Linked DNA regions of Sus scrofa: regions 1 and 3 are each linked to region 2. The links are chromatin contacts, called in public HiChIP or PLAC-seq and promoter capture Hi-C maps. All regions are on one chromosome and are shown on one strand. Each heading gives the region's core, a stretch centred on a gene start, on an enhancer-like site or on the middle of the called end of the contact. The rest is flanking DNA. Distances are from core to core; before and after follow the strand shown. Region 1 holds the start of MED28 (mediator complex subunit 28). Region 2 holds the start of DCAF16 (DDB1- and CUL4-associated factor 16). Region 3 holds the start of LCORL (ligand dependent nuclear receptor corepressor like).

Evidence for each region. Promoter capture Hi-C pulls out the DNA fragments that hold promoters and counts their contacts. HiChIP or PLAC-seq counts read pairs in DNA pulled down with a chosen protein or histone mark.
Region 1: a contact with region 2 is called in an H3K27ac HiChIP or PLAC-seq map of skeletal muscle. The contact joins the promoter of MED28 here to the promoter of DCAF16 in region 2. A contact is called at or near these places in 1 of 5 promoter capture datasets (fetal skeletal muscle), 6 of 47 Hi-C or Micro-C datasets (embryonic fibroblasts, fetal heart ventricle, fetal skeletal muscle and 3 more) and 2 of 2 datasets of contacts at active chromatin or transcription factors (alveolar macrophages and skeletal muscle).
Region 3: a contact with region 2 is called in a promoter capture Hi-C map of fetal liver, with 3 times the contacts expected there. The contact joins the promoter of LCORL here to the promoter of DCAF16 in region 2. A contact is called at or near these places in 2 of 5 promoter capture datasets (fetal liver and liver), 9 of 47 Hi-C or Micro-C datasets (embryonic fibroblasts, fetal heart ventricle, heart right ventricle and 5 more) and 1 of 2 datasets of contacts at active chromatin or transcription factors (alveolar macrophages).

Annotation. Positions count from the first base shown.
Region 1 is chr8:12,620,468-12,625,504 of Sscrofa11.1, reverse strand. MED28 (mediator complex subunit 28) reads right to left here and starts at 1,380. Exons shown (of 4, transcript NM_001243569.1): 1 at 1,213-1,380. The coding sequence starts at 1,371.
Region 2 is chr8:12,761,993-12,766,413 of Sscrofa11.1, reverse strand. DCAF16 (DDB1- and CUL4-associated factor 16) reads left to right here and starts at 2,637. Exons shown (of 2, transcript XM_013978553.2): 1 at 2,637-2,829. It overlaps NCAPG (condensin complex subunit 3), which reads right to left. Exons shown (of 22, transcript XM_021101058.1): 2 at 2,094-3,129; 3 at 962-1,165. The coding sequence starts at 2,204.
Region 3 is chr8:12,967,606-12,972,434 of Sscrofa11.1, reverse strand. It overlaps LCORL (ligand dependent nuclear receptor corepressor like), which reads left to right and starts at 3,300. Exons shown (of 7, transcript NM_001195345.1): 1 at 3,300-3,456. The coding sequence starts at 3,300.

The DNA of each region.
Region 1 (5,037 bases), core at 131-2,630, 140 kb after region 2:
CACAATACAAGCCGAGGCAACTCGCAATTCTCACCCTGCTGGGTAAGGAAGGAATCTAACCAGCACCCTCACAGGCACTGTGTGGGGTTCTTAACCCACTGAACCACAAAAGAACTCCCCATCTTGGTCTTAACCCAACAGTCATGGCAGCCACTGAAGAGTTTTAAGCACTAGGGTGTTGATGGTAGGCTCTGGCCAAGACTTCTTTCTACAGGGCCAGTCTTTCAGCAAGTCTCATAACCGCCACTTCATCTCAAGCCTAGATGCTGCTCTAAGGCTTTCCTGTCCCTCTCCTTTACAGCTTAGCACCACCTCAAAGGCATCTCATCCTCCTCCCAGAAAAAAAAGATTTCTCTGTCCTTTAAATCAATTATCTCAAACTTCTGAATGTACGCCCCATTAAAAAAGGCATTCTGCCCATGCAACCCCAATAACACACTCATTTATGAACTCTATTTACCTACTACCTATGCTATTATGTGTGAAAGTCAAAAAGTAGAAAAGTTAACTCCAATTACAAGTTACTTCATTTCCACACCCTAATGGTTCATCTTCCACTTCAGAGACCACTGGAAGCCACCTGATTTTTAAGCACTTATTTCTTAAGCTCACCTGTGCCTCCTACCAGTCCCCATTTTCTCTGCTACAGGATTAATGCTTGAATGGGAGTGAGAGTTTGGATCACCCTCTGCCTCTCTCCCAAAGCTTCATCTTTAACTCCTCTTCCCTCGGCCCTTAATAACAACTTCCCATCTCAGCCCCAAGAATTCCACTACTTTAGGACCGTTTAAGGGTGGAGCCCAATGGAAAGAATACAGGACAGAGTGGTGCAATGCTCCCCTCGGTGGAGAATCAGCCCGTAGCAAACACGCAGGGACGCAGGAAAGGATACTCAAGGATAGAACCAACCTTGAATTGAGGCAACAACCTTGAGGAGCAGAACAACCGACTGGGAACCTAGAAGGGTCCCACGGTGGGGGTGGCGGGCAAACTTCAAGTCCTCGTGCCTCTAGAAAGGACAAATTTACTCATCTCCGCCAGTCGACCAGAAAATTCTGGCCATCACTCAACGTGGAGAATAAAGCAAGCAGTTTAGATTCTTTGAGCCTGCCGCCCCATTTGTAAGCCGGTGCAGGGATTGCTGAAAAAGATAACCTGCACACGTTTCAGAAAAGAAAGGCTGGGAACACAGACGCCCACGGCTCATTTTACCTCGAAAGATGACTCCAACTCGTCCACTAAGGTGCTGTTAGAAGTTCTTGGAATCCCTGGTGTGGCCTGAAGAAGCGAAGCCTGGCCCAGGAGCCCCGGTGGCGGCGGCGGGGGTCCGGGAGGCTGCCCCGTGAACATTCCACCCAGCGGAGCCGCCATTTCTAAGATGGCGGGTGAGAGACTCACTGCACCTGCGCGGGAGCTGGATCCGTGGGTCACGTGACACGCCTGGTCACACGTGATCACGCTGAGTGGATGTTGGCGTCTATCGGGCGCCAGGGAAACCGGTAGGTTGGTACTTTCGTTCCCTCTTTGCCCGCACTGGAGGCCGCTTGACTTTACTGGTTTTTTATTTTATTTTATTTTATTTTATTTTTTATAACATGAGAATTGAAGGATTTGATAGGGTTTTGACAAGGTTGTATGAAGAGGAGAGTCAATAACTAAGGCTGAGCGAGCCCTGCCTGGCTTCATGATATTCGTTTAACCATCCTGCCTTTGCCCTTAACCCTTGAAATGATTTGGACCTAGCGCTTTCTCTGGGCTCAGTTTACCGGTTGGTAGAAGGAAGGTGCTTATTCACCACACAAACATTTATTGGGAGCTTACTATTTACCAACTACTAATCCAGTCATGGTGGATATAGGGGGAATGAACATGAAAAAAATTTCCCCTAAATTCTCTCTGGGGAGAGACTTGTGCAAAAAATGACCAAGCTTGTTGAGGGTCCCTACTATGCATACGCCTGGCATGTTCACTTGAGATATTCGTGGTTATGTCAAAGAGAAAGTATGATAATTTTGTAACACTTGCTTATTTCTCTCTTTAGAAGCCAAAAATTTTTTCACCGTATTTAATTTTACACTTACAGTTACTGAAAGTAGGGTCAGGCTGTTTGCCACTCTAAAGCCAATAAAAAGGCAAAGTTGGAATGGATTAGCAATGAGATCCTGCTGTGTAGCACTGGGAACTATATGTCTGGTCACTTATGATGGAGCATGGTAATATGAGAAAAAAAGAATGTATACATGTATGTATAACTGGGTCACCATGCTATACAGTAGAAAATTGACAACACTGTAAACCCGCTACAACAGGAAAAAATAAAAGTCATTATATAGTGGGGAAAAAAAAAGTAAATTTGGTGGAATGTTTGCTGTATTCTGGATTCCAGCAACTTAGGTGAGCGGGCAGAGACTCCTGTCCAAAGGCCCACTGCCCCCTCACCCCAGCTGACAGTCAATGGGCAAGAGCTTTTATAGGTACCTATCAGGGCTATATGCAGAAACAGTAGAATCAGCTCTGACAGATCTTGAAATTGGTCATGGGATGGTCTGACCAGCGTTCTCTTATTTTAAGTATGGTTAATCTCCAGTTCCATAGTCAATTTGTTCCCATTTCTGTAAGCGAGGAACGGTTAGTGGGAGAAATTTAGTGGGCCTGCTGGGCCACTGCTTGGCGTTGCAATGGGTCCTTCCTCCAAACAAGAGACAGTGAATGACCATTGGCTCCTCCCCCTCCCCTTTCTCTATATAAGAGGAGTCTGAAGTCGGCTGAGGCAAGATGGTTTTTTGAGACGCTAGTTTGCCATCTTCTGGGTCTGCTAGCTTTCCAATAAAAGTCGTTATTCCTTACCCCAACAACTCATCTCCGAATTTATTGGCTTGTCGTACGACAAGCAGAGTGAACTTGGGTTCAGTACTCTTTCCTTGAGGCCACTTCTCCAGTTGTGGCAGCTTATGTCATGGCCACAGTCTGGTCATCATGTAGTTAATTTTTTCCACCTGACTGGGGTTTCAGTATAAGATAGCTCACAGGATATGGCTCAGAATATTATTTATAGCCCTTGAGAAGGAAAAAAGGTCCTTGACTTTGCTTAATGACTAAATGATTATTTGGCTTTGTTGGACTGTTTTCCTTTGCTTCTGCATTTTCTTAGTTCTTTGATTAAACTTATTCTTTGGCTAAAGTTTTCTACAGACAAAAGGAAAGTAGAGGACATGGGGTGGGTGGATGGTGGGAAGAAAGGACCATAGGGCCGTTAACTCTTGAAATGACTTTGGCCCAGGTCCTTTCTCTGGGCTCAGTTTACCTGTTGGTAAAAGGGAGATACTCATTCATCCCACCAGCGTTTATTGAGAGCTTCCTATGTACCAATTACTAATCCAGTCACTGTGGATATAGCAGGAGTGAACAGGAAAAATTTCCCCTAAATTCTCTCTGGGGAGAGACAGGTAACAGAATGGTAAATATTGTTGAGGGTCCCTGTGTATGTGCTGGGCACTATTTACTTCAGTTATTTATGGTTATATCAAAGAGAAAGTTACTATTCTGATATTTTTTAACACTTGTTCATTTTTTCAGAAGCTAAATTGTTTTCACTGTATTTAATTTTCCAGTTATTATCCAGCACATTTGTTGAGCCTTCCATGTCCCAGGCTCTAATGATCTAAGGATTGTAGCAAACACCCCAAGACTGCCCTTGGGGAGTTTACTCTTGTTTTGTGGGAGAAAGATGGATAAACATATATAGAGAGCAACATCATTATGTAGCAATAAGTGCTAAGAAGAAAAATAGGGATGGTAGTGGCCAGTGATGGATTTGAGATGGGTGGTTGGAGAGAGCCTCTCTGAGATCTAAACTGCAGTGATTAGAGCAAATTTAATTAGGAAAGTTTCCTAGGAATTCCTGCTGAAGTGCAACAGGACCAGCAGCATCTCTGGAGTACTGGGAGGCAGATTTGATCCCCTGCCTGGCACAGTGGATTAAGGATCTGGTGCTGCCACAGCTGTGGCCTTGGTTGCAGCTGTGGCTCAGATCTGATCCCTGGCTCAGAAACACCATATGCCACAGGGCGGCCAAAAAAGAAAAAAATAAAATAACAAATTTGGGGGAAAAAAGCACAGAAGTTTCCTAGACAGGAGGGCCCTTGAAGAAGGAACTGTTTTGTAAACTCGAGGAGCTACAGAAAAGGCCAGCAGGGCCAGAGTGAGTGATGAAGGGCACAAGTAGAGAAAAACCTACAGAGGCTTCCATCTGTTGATTAGGTCTCAGATAAAATGTCATCTTCCCAGCATCAATCTAATTAGGTCCACACCCCTAGCCACTTCACTGTTTAATTTTCTTTACAGCACTTAAACACTTACCTGAAATGATCTTGTCCGTTTCTTATCACTAAGTTGTCTTGCAAACAGGCACACACACACACACACACAGCACACCAACTGGAAAACAAGCTCTCTCTGATCAGAGCCTGTCTTGTTCACCTGTATTCCCAATACCCAGAACTGTGCCTGGCATAAAATAGACAAAATATTTAATAGGAAAAACAAAACAAAACAGAATGACTTGTGAAAGAACTAGTCTGTTCTAGCACTTCTTAAACATTTTTGAACCCCTTTACACTCTTAAAAATTTATTGAGGACTCCAAATGTCTTTGTTTATGTGGGGTGTGTTGGGAAGTATTTATGTATTAAAAATAAGGATAAAATATTTACCTATTAAAACTGAGAATTTAAAAAAACTCATGTAAAAATGAGCCTATTATGTGTTAACATTTAAATTAATGTTTTAATATTTTAATTAAAAAGTAACTATTTTATAAAGCCAAAAAATAGAGTGGAACCATTTTACATTTTTTCCAGTGGCCGTAGAGCTGCTTGAATTTTGGATTTCCTACTTCATCTTCTAACACTGTTGGGTTCTAAACCACCGCCTTGTTTTGGATTTGCTGTTCCTTAGGGCTGCTTGAATTTTGGAAATCTTAACTTCAGCCCTCTTTTAACTGCTGTTCTAAACCACTGCTGTTTTGGATTTACTGCTC
Region 2 (4,421 bases), core at 1,388-3,887:
TCCAAGCCACATTGTTACTAAATAATTACAATAATTACTTGCAGAAAAACTATAATGCTACCTTGATCCATGTATATACTATATACATATTATATAATACAAAGTCTCAAAATACAGTCTGAAGTACAGGCTGAATTACAAGAGCATAATCCTCTTTGTAGGAACTCCCACTTTACCTGTAAAATAGATAACTCATTTAAAACAAATGTATGTGAGAGAACTGGTTTAGAATGCTCATTAAGGAGTTCCCATCGTGGCGCAGTGGTTAACGAATCCGACTAGGAACCATGAGGTTGCGGGTTCGATCCCGGTCCCTGCCCTTGCTCAGTGGGTTAACGATCCGGCGTTGCCGTGAGCTGTGGTGTAGGTTGCAGACGTGGCTCAGATCCTGAGTTACTGTGGCTATGGTGTGGGCCGGTGGCTACAGCTCCGATTCGACCCCTAGCCTGGGAACTTCCATATGCCTCCCGAGCGGCCCAGGAAATAGCAAAGAGACCAAAAAAAAAAAAGTCATTAAAAACCCAATGCTGGGGGAGTTCCCGTCACGGCGCTGTGGTTAACGAATCCGACTAGGAACCATGAGGTTGCGGGTTCGATCCCGGTCCCTGCTCAGTGGGTTAAGGATCCCGCGTTGCCGTGAGCTGTGGTGTAGGTCGCAGACGCTGCTCAGATCCCGCGTTGCTGTGGCTCTGGCAGAGGCTGGTGGCTGCAGCTCTGATTAGACCCCTAGCCTGGGAACCTCCATATGCTGTGGGAGCAGCCCAAGGAAATGGCAAAAAGACCAAAAAAAAAAATCTTAACTTTTAATCTTAGTGACAGTTCTAACAGTTCCTATATAAGGCAGACTTACTCATTTTCTCAATTACCAGATATTTCATTCTCTTAAATATACAAACTCCCATTGCCCTTTTAAAAACAGTAAAATTTTCTACATTCCCCCAAAGTTCTAGTTTTCATATACCTTTAATAGAAAAGTAAACAAATAATTTAAAATGCCACCATCTTCCTCTTCCTCATCATCTTCCATATCTGATTGGTGAAATGAAGTAACAAACTTTGCTGCAAATTCTATTATCCTCTCCACAGCTGGTTCTCGTTTATAGACTACCATTGCATATTTAAGGTAATGAACAAACTCCTGATGAAAATCTGTTTTGTCATCCATCTGAAAGACAAAAGAAACCCTTTACTGCACAGATAAGAATTTTTTCACATTACCCTAAGACGCTGAAAACACTAGCCATAACTCCAACAAAATAAATTTAGTAATCTCTCAATTATCCAAACCATCAAAGGGAAAATAAATTTGTACAGTTTCTTTCTAGAGAAATTTCTCCCAGGGAGAAAACAAACGGGAATTTTGATAGTGAAAGGATTCCTCTGATTTTTTTTTTTTTTTTTTTTTTGCTGTCAATATCCTGGAATCCTCAATACGATGCCTTGGTACCGGTTTAAGTAAAAATCTGCTTCCTCCTGAACAATCCAAAAAACAACGGCTTTTACATTTATATATTTAACCTTAATATTACACAGGCGTTTCCTTTCGATTTAACTTCCACAGTCTTATATCCTCAAGCCCCATTTTCCTGACTTACAATTTTTCTTGGACCTCAAAATAATTCATTTTGCGAAATTCACTGTCCTATTCTTCTCAAGGCTCCCTTCAAAACGAAACAAAGTTATTCACCGGACTAGGAAGAGCCACGTCCTAATGATTAATTTGCTAATTAGTGAGTTGATTCAATTCAACTGTGGGGGGAGGTAAAGTAATTTGACGAGGTCGGTGACCAGGGGCAATCACCGCTGAACCGCCAAGTTCAGGGCCACTCCGCGACCTTACAACTAGGTGCCCGGTCCCCCGAGTGAGCACAAATGTTTCTCCAAATTCATCCCCAACCGACAATTAACGGTCCGCGCGGGAAGCCGCTAGGGAGGCGGCTGGGAGACCTCAGGCAAAAGGCCAGACCTATCCGAACCGGGTCGGAAAGGTTAAGGAGGTTGGAGTCGTGGTGCGCGTAGTCGGGAGGGTCGCGGGAAGCCCCTGGGAGAGACAAGGCTGGGGAGGGGCAGGGAGGGCCCGGGGCCGCGCTTACCGAGCCATAGGTGCGGCTCAGCGCCACCACCAGCTTCGCCTGGTTCTGGTGCGGCTGCTGCGCCAGCTGGAAAGCCTCCTTAATCGGCAGCAGCCTCTTCTCCGCCCCCATGGCGCCGGGACCCAGCAGGAACGAAGTCTGTTCAGCGTTTCGGCGCAGCCGGTTCGACTGACCACCGCGGAGGTCTCCACAAAGACGCCTCAGCCTCCAGTCTCAACAGCGGACAGCCGGGGGCGTGGTTACCGCCAGAGCATTCAAATAACTCCCGCGGGAGAAGGAAATACCGCGAGATGGCGTAGAGCGGCGAGAGCGGGATCCACTGGCTTCCAAGCCGCCGTTGGGGCGCATGCGCTTAGGGTCTTTTAACCCTTTTTTCTGATTGGGAAGCGGGGTTCCTAAGAGAAGGGGGCGTTGGCGCCCCCGGAAGTGGTTTCCACCTGGAGGGCTAGCCCTGCGGCAATGAGACTGTTGGAATCGAGCTTTTGGCGCTAGGCCTAGACGGGTCTTACGGCTAGGGTTGAAGCGAGAAAGAAGAAAGGATCCTTCGTGGGTGAGAAGAGGGAGTCTGCAGAGGGGAAGAATCCCTGCTCCCGCCGAAGGGGAGGAGGGTTCGTGCGGAGATCCGTCAGGAAGGGAGAGCTAGGGCGTGCTCGAGTGCCGGGCAGCGGCCTGGCTTCTCCCGAGAAGGGGCTCATTCCTGGGTCGGCTGAGGGCGTTCCGAAGTCTCCCGATGGAGGTGGGCCACTGTCTTTTTAAGCCCCGAGCGGTGGGTTGGAGGGTCTGCGAACGGAGGCGGCCTTGTGGAACGACTGCGTAGAGAGGCACCAGTTAATTCAGATAGAGTATATAGAGTAGACCTGGAAAGCTCTAAGGTGCATAAGGAGGTTTTCAACAAAGGAGACCACAGAATGGAGAAAAGGTTTAGAGTAGCGGTTAAGGTAAAATCCTTTGGAGTGTCTTCCTGCAGGCACTAAGCCTTTAGTTTTTTAATGGAATTATATCCAGCAGAAACCAATATCTCAGTACCCGCAGCCAGCTTAAAAAAAAAAAAAAAAAAAGACAAATCCGCCGGCATACCCTTTTCCTATTGAATTACTTTCCCTCCCCAGCAATAATGGATTTCCTGAATTTGCTGTTTTTATGTATTAAAAGACGAATAAATCTCGTAATAAGTATGTGTTCATGTGCTAAGGTGTATATGCAACTTGCCATTTTTTAAAATCTGTTATTTGAGGTTTATTCATATTGATACTGTCATATCACTAACACTTTATGGATCCTTTGTTGAGGAAAAGTTAATCCATAGTTTACCTGGGAAAGAAATGGAAAATTTTATTTAAGCCAACCTGAGGATTATCACCTGTGAGACTTTCAGGAAGCTCTGAGAACTGCTGTGTAAGCACTGTTATGTATGAGGTATTATTGACAAGTTGACACAATCCAGATGTACAGGTACCTTGTGATTAGTGGATCATGGGTCATTGTGACGCTTTACAATTAAGAAAGAACGTCATCTTCTGATTAGTGGCAAATACACAAGACGAGGGAGCAGGCCGAAACAGGCACAGAAAAATTTTATTTCATCACCTTATATACCAGACACTATCCTAAGCACTTTACCTCATTTAATCAGTAGAAACAATCCCTGTAAAATTTTATTTCATCACCTTATATACCAGACACTATCCTAAGCACTTTACCTCATTTAATCAGTAGAAACAATCCCTGTAAGGTAACTTTCTCCTTTTTAAAAAAACAGGTACAGGGAGGTTGCTCTAGTATTCTCTCATAAGAATATGCCATAATTCATTCTCTTGCTTCATAATCCTAGTTCCTGAAGTGTTGTAGGTTTTCACATGCTAGGTAAAATAACAGTAGCAATTGGGTTGCCCATAATTTAAAAAGCATCGAAATGCCTAGTTTCTGAAAAGGCAAGAGGGGTGGATATTTTAGGTTCATCAGGTAGAAGAAAAGCATAGAGGAAAAGCATAGAAGTTGAAGAATGCATGGAATATACTAATGTTTTATTATCTCGCTGTAACTAAAATGTAAAATGCGTAGACAACCCTGGTGAAAGAAACCTGGAAAGGAAATTTAAGTATATCCAAAATATCATTTCAACATATACTCAATTTTACTTTTTTTTTTCCCTGCCAAATCTTTGATACTGGGTAGCCACATTTCAGATGCTCAATAGACACATGGGGCTAATGGCCACAGAGTTAGATAGCATAGAACTATTCTTTGGGAACCACCGAGTATTACATTTGTTTTTCACCTGAAGTCACCTGGTGAACTAAAATACCTCCAAATATTAGTTTGTTCTAT
Region 3 (4,829 bases), core at 2,051-4,550, 210 kb before region 2:
CATTTCATGGATTCATGAAATAAACAAATAGTTAATGTTTCGAGTTTTTAAGGTTGTTTTTTGGTTTTGTTTTGTTTTTTATCTTTTTAGGGCTGCACCCACAACATCTGGAGGTTCCCAGGCCAGGGGTCGAATCAGTTCTACAGCTGCCAGCCTATATCACAGTCACAGCAACACCATATCCAAGCCACAACTGCAACCTACACCAGGGCTCACTGCAATGCTGGATCCTTAACCCACTGAGTGAAGCCAGGGATTGAACCCACATCCTCATGGATATTGGTTGGGTTGGTTAACCACTGAGCCACGATGGGAACGCCAAGGTTTTAAGGTTTGAGGTGGTTTGTTATGCCTTCAAAGCTATCAGATACATCACTCTTTTGGTATAGCCATATGATTTGCTTCATTCAGTGAAATATGTCACTTGTGGCAGAAGTCTTTAACAGCTAGACTGTGGCTCAGCATCTCCTTTCTCTTATCATGGTGACTGGGGAACTCCCAGATGGTGGGGCTCCATAAATGTGGGTCCCTGAGTAGACGTGGAACAGTTCTCAGTAACCCCCATACTGATTTTTGGAGAACATATATTTTAAGTAAGAAATAAATATATTAAACCTCTGAGATTGGGGATATCTATTACTGGAGCATAACCTAGCCCATTCTAACTAACAAAGAATTTGGTACCCAGAAGGAAGTACGGATATGATAGAAAACTTACAATATGTAGCTATGACTTAGAAACTCACTGGGTGGTGAAAAGGAAACTATTGTTAGAGGCTGGAAAGTTAGCAATCCATGCTAGCTGTGGTGAAATATTTGCTAAAACTATTCATGCATGTCTCCCATTCTTCCCATTTCTAAACAGACATGTTTACCATGGTTATTCTGTTCCTGTCCCACCACTCTATGTGAATGCGTGTATGTGTACGTATGTTTGTCAGGGGGTACGTGTGTAAGCAGAGAGGATCAATACTTTGTCTTTTCAGGTCTGTATAACAAGAGAAGTTTTTTGGGTTTTGTGTGTGTGTGTTTTTCCTATTCTAATTCGGGGACTACCAAGCATCACCCAGAGTCGCTGGCCTTTGAGATAAATGCCATAACTGAAGACAAGTTTTGGATTGTTTCACTTGTGGCAGGAATGAATGTATTTTGTAGTAGAAGGAGAGTGATCTACAAATTGGTGACTAGAGGATGGATGGCGGTAAATCATTGGTGCCGTTCACCAGTAAATTTGGGTTAATCTTCCTTCTGGGCAAATAGTAGGATTACACTTTCCTGCTGCCTTGAAGATAGCATGCCCATATACTTTCCTTTGTCAATGAAATGTGAGTGGAATTGACTTATATTGCTTTCAGAAAGAACCTGTTTGCCATTCACCTTCCTTGTGCCTATCCTGCAAGTGGGGAAGTTCCGGAGATGGGCTGGAGGCATCTAAGCCATCTGGTTACTTAGTGAGAATCTCTGAGTGAAGCTCTCCCTACTCCCTCCCTTCTTCCTACCAGAGATGAACAAATGAGTAGGAAATAGAATTTTTCGTCGTTTTAAAGCCACTAAAACTTTTGGATTTTTTGTTACTGCACCATCACCTAGCCCATCCTTACCAATGCAGATTACCGTGAAGGTGTTCAGGAAAGCTACAGAAGCTGATCATCTTGGCAATTAAAATACAAAAAGAACCAATAACTAAAACGATTCACTGATAATTCCAAAAGCACCTTCACTAATGATTTCACTTGCTTTCCCAATTGTGTCTGTTCTAGAAAACATTATGAGATTTCAAACTTCGTTTTTTAAAAATTTGTGAAAATGTAAAACTCTGTCTTCACTATTGAGGAAATGATGAGCAATGAATACTTCCATGTAGGAATGAAAAAAAAAAAAAAAGGTGGATAAAGATAAGCCACAAAACAGGGTGAGTGGAACTGAATTCAGAATTCACACTAGTTTCCAAGGAGCATTAAAATATGTTTTCCAGACTTGTCCATAAATTTCCACTAATGCACAGTACCTCTAAGCAAACTTTGGGTGTCTTAGCTTCAGTTCGGCCCCCCGCGCATATACAGAAATACACGCACAATCACCGTGGTGCTGAAGTAAAACATGTCATTGGAGTTTATACCTAACCAAAAGATTTCTCTCTCTCTTTGAAGAAATATTTTCTCTCTAGAGCAGCGTATAATTCATTCCGTAACATTTGTTAAGTGCTAATCCCTTGCCACGCTCTGTACTAGGGCGAAGCAGGTGAAAGATATCAAGGTACAGATGTCTCAAAGGGTCGCTGCCCTCCAGGAGTTTACTTATTGCAGAGCATAAGTTTCTCTTTTTGGAGTTTTCACTCAGCCACACTTAAACCCTCATAAACGATTTCCGGTGAAAAGCCCCGCATCTTTCTCCCAATATTTACAGAGTCTCGCTTTCCAAGAAGTCATCGCCCTGGAAACTGAAGTCACTGCAGGATGTCCCTCTGGATATCTGGCAATTATTTTGGATGCAGCCCAGTCACTGGCTTGCTTTTTCCCTGCTGTGGCAGGATGACTGTGATCCCCAAAAGTTTCCAGCACTTAAAGCACAAAGCGCTGTTCAAACCCTCAAGAGACGGACAACTTTTGCCACTTTCATCGCCTTTCTATTGCGGAGCCTAAGGAGGTTAAGTTGGTTGGGTCAGACACGACGACGCCGGCAGCGCACAGTCTTAGGCGCGGGAAATTAGAGGCTAAACCCACAAGCCGCGCAGTGCTGTGCAGTCTATGCTAACCCAAGTGTGCGAATTGGACTGGAGAGGAACCCATCCCTGATGGACTACAAAATCCGGCATGCACCGCGCCGTGGCGACGAGCTCCACTTCGGGGGTCCCAGCGCAAAGGGGTCTGGGAAGTGAAGTCTCCGGGTGTCCGGAGTTGCGTCGGGAAGGCAGAAGGGAGGCGTGACTAGTCCGCTCCATTGGCGCGCCGGTTCCTGGCCGGGCTCCGAGCCTCCCGCTCCCGCTCAGGGTTTTCGCGGGCGGCGGGAGCAGTATGGCTAGCTTGAGTAAACTCCGGGGGGAGGGGAGGGAGGGGAGGAGATGGGGAGTCGGGGTCAGCGGAAGCTGCAGGTTGCTTCCTTCTCCTCAGCTCCCTCCCCGCCTCTCCCTGAGGGAGCGGTGGGAGGGGGAGGGGATGGGAGAGGGACGGTAGTGTGACACGTGTCAATCAACCCCCCTCCGGGGGGCGCGCGCTCCGGGGCTCGCGCTGAGGGCTCGCGCCCCTGCCTCGTGCCTGCGCCGCTCGTATGTAAATGAGGGCGCGTGACGCGGGACGCAGATGGACAAGGGAAGAGAGAGAATGGCCGCTGCCGCCGCCGCCGCTGCTGCCGCCGCCGCCGCCGCCGCTCAGTGCCGGAGCCCTCGGTGCGCGGCGGAGAGGAGAGGATTCCGGCGGGAACTCGACTCTTGGCGCCACCGCCTCATGCACTGTGTAGGTAAGAGAGACACGGGCCGGGGCCCCGGCTCCGCGCGGCGACGGCTGCCGCAGCCCGAGGAGTTTGTGGCTGAGGGGTTTACTTGAATCTCCCGTTCGGGTCAGTTCAATGGGGGAGCGAGATGGGAGCGGCGGCGGCGCGGCAGCTCCGGCGCTCGCCTTTTGTCTGGGGGCTCCTCGCCCGGCGCACTCCGCGCTCCTTCCCCTCCTCTGCGCTTGGGCTCCCCGGGAACTGTTAGTTCGGACCCGCTCTCCGAGCCCCCGAAGAAGCGGCTCGCTCGCGCTCTCCCCGAAACTCCCCGGCTCCCCTCGCCGCTCGCCGTCCACCTTGTCAGGAGGGAGGAAACGGGCCGGCGGGGTCGGCGCCCGGGTGGAGAGGAGCCGGCGGGTAGAGCCGGCGGGAGGAAGGCGGGCTGGTCCGCGCCCCCGCCGGGCGCTCACACACCCCCTTCTCGCCGCCGGGGGCTGGGCGGGCCGACGCGGCCGAGTTCCCGGGGACGGGGACCTGAGCGACCCCCGGGCTGTTGCGGGGCCGCGGGTGGGCCCGCTGGGGGCGAGGGGCGGTGGGGGCGTCGCCCGAGGGCGGGGGCGCCCAACTCTGCCCTCTCGCGCTCGGCGGCGGCGGCGGCGCGGTGTGTACCCCTTTAAGAAGGAGCCGTTCGAGCGCTGACGGTTGGGATTTGAAGTTCTTCCTCCCTCTTTGGAAGTCTGGTCAGAGAGGGGGGTGTTGTCATGGTGACGGCACCCCCCCCCCCGGTCTCCTCGCGGACGCCCCGAAGACTCGGGTCCTCTTTTACTGTCATGTGATGGACCCTTCCCCGCACAGACACGCACATAACCCTCCCCACCTCCCATTCCCGTTCTCTTGCAATTCCGTCTTCCCTTTTGGTTGGGTCGGAATCGTTTTGCTTCAAACTTCTGGCCTGGGGGCTGTCATTCTGCGGGTTGCTGGGGGGTGGCGGGAGGTGGCGGGACCTCCCCACCTTGCCCCCGTCGCTTTTTTGTCTGAGTCGTGTGCGTGGAACTGTTATCCAGCAGGTTGGTTGAGTGGGCACCGAGGGGATAACGCGGGTTATGGGATGGGGTGTGTTGTGTTTGTTTTGGAAGAGGTTGATGGGTAGGAGAGTAGGAGCAGAGGTAGGAAGGAAGGTTGCATTGTCTAATGAGTGGATAGTGGCTCGCTCGACTGGCGATTAAATCTTGGCGTTTAGAGTTGAGGAGTAATCTTAGCGCCCTAAGACAAAATTACTCTCTTACCTCTTTTCCATCTGTTCTTGCGCCACCTCGCGCCCCATTTCCCCTCACCCCCCTCAGATTTGTTTGGTTAGTGCCTGAAGATCTTTCTTGTTTTTCACTAGTGAAAAGGAGATTGTG